Linked DNA regions of Danio rerio: region 1 is linked to region 2. Evidence: chromatin contacts called from public Micro-C data. All regions are on one chromosome and are shown on one strand. Each heading gives the region's core, a stretch centred on a gene start, on an enhancer-like site or on the middle of the called end of the contact. The rest is flanking DNA. Distances are from core to core; before and after follow the strand shown. Region 1 holds the start of prkrip1 (PRKR interacting protein 1). Region 2 holds the start of nup88 (nucleoporin 88).

Region 1 (4,164 bases), core at 637-3,136, 130 kb before region 2:
ATATTCCCTTACTGTGCAATAAATATGTGCAATACTTTCTCATACGAACATGTACACAGCACCTTATATCAAAATAAAATGCAACACTTTCTACATTCGCATTTGTACACATCACCATATAACCTGTATATTCATAACAAATCTGTAGTGTACATGCAATTCAACAATACAATTGTACATTCAATCCAGATTTCTTGATTAACTGCATCTCTGTTTATTGTTTATCATATATTTTTTTATATTTATTTTCTGTTGTCACTTGTCATTTTATGTACACTGAAAGCTTCTGTAACCAAAAAAAATCCTTGTGAGAGTTGAAAATAGATACTGAATGTGAGTGAAATAAAAACAGCAAATAATGATCAAAATATCAACAAAGAGTTTTAGTTATTCATAGTGTTTAATGACTAAATGTTTCCGCACCTTTTTTAATATATTACTGGTTTATTTTAGCATGATCATTTCATAAAACAAAGATAAAAATTTAATCTCAGGAAAAATCATTATTGTAAATCTCAACCTTATGGCAAGGCTCACACGATTCTGTGTGTGCAAACATCCGCAGATGTTGTAAAGTATTGATTATTTATTTACTTGTGTAAATCTGTGAAAATGTATTATTATTCATACTTTTGAAATTAATTTTATTAATATTATTGACTAATATGAAATGTTCATATGATTTATTCACAACAGAGTTTGTAAAAGTAATATTTTCTGTCTTTTAGTGGATATATTATATGAGAGACTTGCTTTGTTTACCAAATACGATGATCTAATTGGATTTGCATTGTAAACAATAAATAAAAGATGAAAAGGTATTATTTTTTAATTTAATATACTACGTTTTAAAGTTAAGATACTCCAAAAAATCATTCTGCATAAATTCGCAGATTTAATACAAACTTTTGTGCAGAAATAGCAAAATAATTCACAAAACACTCAAAATAAGCTGGAGCTTGCGTGTGAAACTTATGACAGAAAAATGTGTTGGTTATGCTGAATTTCTGATTCATTACTTGCAAATGAAAACCATATTTGGGTCACAGCTGTCAACTGGTTCTGAATTAAATCTGCTGTATAATCAGTTTAAACCACTGTGAAATGTCTGAATGTGGACTTGTGTTACTTACACTTGACAAGGTAGAGTTTGTTTTAAAAATGCTCAGGTGTCTTTCCCATTGCAGCAACACTTATTTGAAAAAAATAGCATTTTTTGTAAAAATGTAAACATTTTCTCCCCTATAGGCGTTTACTTTTAATCTGTATGTTTACATATGTCAGCAGCACACATTATGTTGAGGCTCATTCTGTATAACGTTACTGCATTATATTTTAGCACACTTGAACTAACGTTACCAGCAATTACCGGGGGACTTTGTGATAAAATACGTCCTTATACTTCTGTTTGCTAACATTACTGTAATTGAGAGCTCATGAGGATGAGCTGTGAGTGTGTTTTCAGCAGTATTGTTGATTCTCATCTCCACATGTGAGAGAAAACAAGCAAACACAAACCCATCACATCCCGCACAAACTCTGGTGGAGCGCGTGGGTTCCACTCCTTCGGTTTCTCTGGTATGGGTGCAGCTTTGTCCTTTTAAATAATAAAAATTTTAAAAATCATCTTAGTAGTGTTTGATGTTTTCCAAGAGTTCAATAGCATCATTAGCATGAGAGGAAAACCGTCAGCTTGAGGTAAATGGGAACTCACGGGGTTTCGCATCAATCTCTCCAACTTTAGGCGCTGTTCCTCTGCGGGAGTTTTGGCAATAATTAAAGGCTGAGACTCTTTTTTGAGAGCTTTCCCCGGTCGAGCATCTTTGTTTTCCACAGCCATGATTCTTCCAGCTCCTTCTTCGAGGTAGGTTTAGGATTCTTCTTCTATTTATTTTTCAGGTATTTTACACATCTGACAGCTCGCACTGCCACCTACCGGACCGACACTGATCGACAGCGTTTGGATCATAGGGCTTGGAACTAAAATAAGTATAAATAACTTTTTTATCAGTTATTATATTCAACTCACATATAGACATGTAATATCATATAAATTAACCAGACATACATTTGTGGATGGTCCCCCAAAACTAGCCTTTTTTCTTTGGGTAACGTTAGTAGCCAATACACTCAATTTTTTTTGCTGCTTGTTCAAACTAATTTAAAATAAGCTGAATCACCACAATTCTTCACTTTTTTTGAAGACAACTTTATTGTTTTATGTTAAATCCACAAACGTTTGTAAAAGCAATTACGTTAACTTAATTTGTGTTGGAACAACATGACGGAATGGGCTAACATGGTGTTACAGGAAAGGCTATGAGGTGTAACACTGTAATATACTGATAATACTGTTACATATGGATCAAAGATTATTAAGGGATATGACACAGCAAAATAAGTCAAACATAAAATGTATGCCAATTGAAAATAACAACAATCAAAACATTAGTATCAGTATGTTCAATCAGTGTGAAAGGCAAGTGAATGGACACGGTAAGTGTTGTCAGTGTTAGTGCATGAATGCAAAACATAAAGCCCAAATTGGAGCACAGCTCTGGCCAACTGGCCAAACAATGAAGAAAATGTCAAAGAATGGCGATCTAAAAAAATACCTGGGTACTTTCCTCCCACATACAGTGCATCCGGAAAGTATTCAAAGCATTTCACTTTTTCCAAATTTTTTATGTTACAGCCTTAATCCAAAATGGATTATATTCACTTATTTCCTCAAAATTCTACACACAATACCCCATAATGACAATGTGAAAAAAAAGATTTTTTGAAATTGTTGCAAATATCATTAATTCATTCATTTTCTTTTCAGCTTAGTCCCTTTATTAATCTGGGGTCGCTACAGCGGAATGAACGGCCAACTTATCAAGCAGATGTTTTACACAGCGGATGCCCTTCCAGCTGTAACCCATCACTGAGAAACACTCACTCTCATTCACACACATACACTACGGTCAGTTTTAGCTTACCCAATTCACCTGTACCACATGTCTTTTGGACTTGTGGGGGAAACCAGAGCACCCGGAGGAAACCCATGCAAACACGGGGAGCTTATTGCTGTGAACCAACCTACTGCACCACCGTATCACCCTGTTGCAAATTTATTAAAAATAAAAAGCCTGAAAAATCACATGTACATCATTATTCACAGCCTTTGCTCAATACTTTGTTGATGCACCTTTGGCAGCAATTACAGCCTCAAGTCTTTTTGAATATGATGCCACAAGCTTGGCACACCTGTCTTTGGGATTTTTTGCTTATTCCTCTGCAGTATCACTCAGCTCTATCAGGTTGGGTGGGAAGCGACGGTATACAGCCATTTTCAGATCTCTCCAGAGATGTTCAATAGGATTTTGGTCTGGGCTCTGGCTGGGCCACTCAGCAGAGTTGTGAAGCCACTCCATTGATATTTTGATGGTGTGCTTTGGATCATTGTCCTGCTGGAAGATGAAACATCGCCCCAGTCTAAGGTCACGAGCACTCTGAAGCAGGTTTTCATTCAGGATGTCTCTGTACATTGCTGCATTCATCCTTCCCTCTATCCTGACTAGCCTTCAAGTTTCTGTTGCTGAAAAACATCCCCACAGCATGATGCTGCCACCACCATGCTTCACTGTCCCTGACTAAGTCCCCTCTCCCGCAATCACTTAGCTAAGATGGCCAGTCAGCTCTGGGAAGAGTCCTGGTGGTTCCAAACATCTTCCAATTGCAGATGATGGATGCCACTGTGCTCATCGGAACTTTTAGAGCAGCAGATTTTTTTCTGCAACCTTTCCCAGCCTTGTGCCTCGAGAAAATCCTGTCTAGGAGGTCTACAGACAGTTCCTTTGTCTTCATGCTTGGTTTGTTCTTTGACATGCACTGTCAACCCTGAAACCTTATATAGACAGGTGTATGCCTTTTCAAATCATGTCCAGTCAACTGAATTGACCACAGGTGAACTCCAGTTAAGCTGCTGAAACATCTCACAAATGATCAGTGGAAACAGAATGTACCGGAGCTCAATTTAGAGCTTCACAACACTTGTGTAAATGTGATTTTTTAGGTTTTTTTATTTTTAATAAATTTGCAACAATTTAAAAAATCTTTTTTCACGTTGTCAGGAATTGATATTTGAGGAAATAAATGAATTTAATGAATTCTGGAATA
Region 2 (4,384 bases), core at 279-2,778:
TAATTAATTAATTTATTGCTGCATAAGTTACAATACTTAGCTCCTGTCTTAATTATAATTAAATATCAAATAAATATTGTTTCTTGTGTATAAACCTGCAGTGTTCATTATTATCATCATCATCACCATAATATTTATTTATTTATGCATTTATTCAAGAAAAAAGGGAGAATATGACATAAATCAGATATAATCAGATATAATTCAGATTAGAAAATGTATTCTGCATATTAATTTATTCTGTTTCTTTAGCTTTGCATTGTTAAAATGGGCATTGTCTGTTGGTTTGTTTCAATGTGTTTTGTGATTAATAGTTAAAATGTTAATAAAAAGATGCACAGAAAATAAATAAATAATTACATTTTCTAATCTGAACCAATAAATCTGCCAAAAACAATATGATTTAATTATTAATTTCATTTAACAATTATTTAATTCATTATTATATCTTCTTGTCCTGTGTGTTGTTATAGTTGACTATAAATAAACTATTACAGTCTTTTTTCTTGTTTATTCATTTTCTTTTCGTCTTAGTACTTTTATTAAGCAGGGGTCGCCACAGCGTAATGAACCGACAACTTAGAATTTAAGCTCCATTGCATCTACATGAAAAATTAATTTTCATTAGATAAGTAGACTGCAGATAGGGGTTAGGGTTAGTGTAAGTTGACATGCTTGACATGTCTGTTGAAGGAACAGTATCAACAGATATTAAGCAGACAGTCTACTAATACTCAAATGAGAAGTAATTGGCATGTACTTGCAATTCAACTTTTAGTCAACAAAATGTGCAAAAGGGACCATCAAAATAAAGTGTTAGATACCAATATTATTAAAATGAGTAATAAACATATAAATCCATATAAATTTTTTTTTCTTTAACAATGAAAAACAAACAAATAAAAAGAGAGAAACAACTAAAAACAGGAGCTATAAAAATACATAAAGCAAAAATGGCTCATTAAAAAAATATTTGCAAACAAATAACGTTTTAGAGCCTTTTTTGATGTAATACAATTGGATAGACAGTCTGGAATCTGACATTTTTGACTTATGAATGAATTTTTGCAAGCAGCAAAACCAAGTTCACAGCATAAAACTGTTTTCTTTTAAGTTGTTCATACTCAATAAAGCCCAACACGGTGCTTTCAGTCTTATTAATGCCACAGACTCCCAAATGTGATCATCCAGTATGCAAGAGAGACCTGCTTTAAATGTAAAAGACATGTTTAAAAGGTTTAATAGATACTATAATTATGAATGTGTTAAAAATATTAGTTTCAAAACAGTTTGTTCCTTATTTTTACATTTTTGCATTTTTCACCAACATGGTACTTTTTTGCATGTTTATTTACACGTTTATTACATTATTTTATGTATTTTAATCTGTTTTACTGTATGTTTGTGTTTATTTATTGTAAATAGATTTTGTGTAATACAGTTTATTTAATAAAATCATTTCATTTGTATTTAGTCATGTAGCGATCCTATTGGAGGGTATCTCTGACGTGTTTACTTTGCGACAGTACAGAAATCATGGCGTCGCTTGCGGGAGATCGTTGGAGGGAAGCGCTGAAGAACCACGATATATTCAATAATTTACAAGAAAGGCTTCATTTAGAGCCTCAGGGGACAAGTAAAAGAATAGCTAAGAACCTGACGTTTTGTTTGAACGGTGATCTGTTCATTTGGGACAGCGTTGAGAGCGTGTTTTACACCACAAACCTGCGACAGCTGAACTCTGACGGCGAACCAGACACCTCCAGATATCAGGTCAGCGACTTTAAATGGCTTCTGCTTTAGTGTAGTTACATCGCCGGTTGTGTGTAAACGTTTACCGATCTCTCCGCAGACCCTGCTGTGCATCAACCCGCCGCTGTTCGAGGTGTGTCAGGTGCTCGTCAGCCCCTCGCAGTATCATGTGGCCCTCATCGGTCAGCGAGGAGCCACTGTCCTGGAGCTGCCACAGCGCTGGGGGAAGAAGTCCGAGTTTGAGGGCGGACGGATCCAGATCAACTGCAAGTGAGTGATTTTGACTATTTTATTGAGGTAAAGTTGGTTATATATTCGCACATTTTATAAAAGTATTCTTTGCAAATTCCAAATTGGGAAATCATATTAGCAGACAGCCAACGATTATCAACATACAACATTGTTCAGTCAATAAAAAAGTGCTAATGTTGTTTAAAATCATACTTGCATGTGATTTCAGATCGAAAAATTAAAAGTAAACAATATAGGAATTGTGTTTCTCAGAGATGGGTTGCGGCTGGAAGGGCATCCGCTGCGTAAAAAAACGTGCTGGATAAGTTGGTGGTTCATTCCGCTGTGGCGACCCCGGATTAATAAAGGGACTAAGCCGACAAGAAAATAAATAAATAAATAAATAGATAATTGAATGAATGAATATAGGAATTGTGTTGTCACTTAACAAATGCGTGAATATAAAACAAGCTGTTGGCGATGCTTTTATCCACTTCTGGATTTTGAGTCATAATTTGGCCACAGCTTTCTCTGTTTCTGCAAATGGAATAATTTTTGGTGACAAATCTTATTTATTTTGACATATTTTGGTAAAATGCTTTGGAAATTTTCACAAATTCAAGAGTACAATGGGCAAATTGACCACCGTTTTGTTATAATTGAGCTAAAGTTGGTTTTATATTCGCACATTCATTCATTTTAACGATTCCTAAATTATTTAACACACTAATTTGTACATTTAGTCAGAAATCGCATATGAAGTTGAACTTGTTGAACTTTCTCTGAGTTTCAACAAATGGGATGATTTTTGGTGACGCATCGTATTTTGACATATTTTGTTAAAATGCTTTTAAATTTTTCACAAATTCAACAAAACACTCCGGGAAAATTTATTACTCTTTTGTTATGATTGAGGTAAAGTTTTATGTTCGCACATTCATTCATTTTAACGGTTCCTATATTGTTTACCACACTAATTTGAACATTCGGTCTGAAATCTCATATGCAGTATGACTTCAAATACAACAACATTAGTACTATTTAATTGACTGTGAACAGTGTTGTTCTCTGATAGTCATTAGCTGCTAATATGATTTCCCTGTTTAGAATGTGCAAATAATACTTTTCTGAAACAATATTAAGGAGAAAGTCCTGTGAATATAAAACCAACTTTTTACCTCAATATGTTTACATCCACTGTGGGGTGATTTTTGAGCCTTTTTTTTTGGCCACAGCTTGTTTCAGCAAATTGGATGATTTTTAGTCACAAATCTTATTTTGACATATTTTGGACAAATGCTTTGGAAATTTTCACAAACTAAACCATACATTGGGGCAATTGACTACCCTTTCATTATAATTGAGGTAAATTTGGTTTTATATTAGCACATTTGTTCTTTATTAATGGTTCCTGTATTGTTTACCACACTAATTTGAACATTCAGTCTGAAATCACATATGAAGTATGACCTAAAAAAACAACAACAGCATTAGCACTATTCAATTGATTGTGAACAGTGTTGTCCTCTGATAGTTTATAGCTATGTATTGTTTTCATCCAAAGATGCTAATTAAAATTATGCTCAAAACTGAAATATTGCATAAAAGATTAAAGCAGTGTTTCCATCCAAGTAGTCAAAAAGAACAAAATTGTAACTTCCTGATAAACTGTCGCCAACTATCAAAAGTAAAAACGGGATTTGCTACAGTGGGAGAAGCTGCGTCAACCTTTTCTCCATTTAATAAATGACTTGTGCTTTAGAAGACAGTATGCTGACATGCAATGAATGACGTTTAAAGACAAAAGACGCAGAGCACAAATGCTCTTGACATTTCTGGAGGTAACTAATAATGTAATGTTTAAGTAGCGGTAAACAATATAAGGATTGTGTTGTCACTAAATGAATGTGCGAATATAAAACAAGCTGTTGGTGATGTTTTCATCCTCTCTGGGGTGATTTTTGAGTCTTATTTTGGCCACAACTTTTTCTGTGTTTCAGCAAATGGAATGATTTTTGGTGACATCTTATTTTGACAAACATTTTTGGAAAATTCTTTGACATTTTTCACAAATTCAACCACATGTTCTGGGCAAATTGACTACCCTTTCATTGTGATTGAGGTAAAGTTGGTTTTATATTAGCGCATTTGTTCATTTTTAACGGTCCATACATTGTTTACTACGCTAATTTGAATATTCCGTTCGAAATCAAAACAGCATTAGCATTATATATTTGACCATGAACATTGTCGAACTTTAGATAGTCATTGGCTGCTAATTTGATTTCCCTATTTACAATTTGAAAATAATACTTTTCTGAAATGTTATTAAGGAGAAAGTTGCGCAAATATAAAACCTACCTTACCTCAAAATGTTTATATCCACATTTTTGAGTTATAA

Evidence for each region. Hi-C and Micro-C count contacts between places; a contact is called where the count stands out from the background.
Region 1: a Micro-C map of caudal fin shows a contact between it and region 2, with 8 times the contacts expected there. The contact joins the promoter of prkrip1 here to the promoter of nup88 in region 2. A contact is called at or near these places in 2 of 18 Hi-C or Micro-C datasets (caudal fin and an unstated tissue).

The regions. Positions count from the first base shown.
Region 1 is chr5:65,096,748-65,100,911 of GRCz12tu, reverse strand. It overlaps prkrip1 (PRKR interacting protein 1), which reads right to left and starts at 1,886. Exons shown (of 6, transcript NM_001017896.2): 1 at 1,715-1,886; 2 at 1,519-1,597. The coding sequence starts at 1,840.
Region 2 is chr5:64,967,880-64,972,263 of GRCz12tu, reverse strand. It overlaps nup88 (nucleoporin 88), which reads left to right and starts at 1,528. Exons shown (of 17, transcript NM_001020466.1): 1 at 1,528-1,773; 2 at 1,853-2,022. The coding sequence starts at 1,537.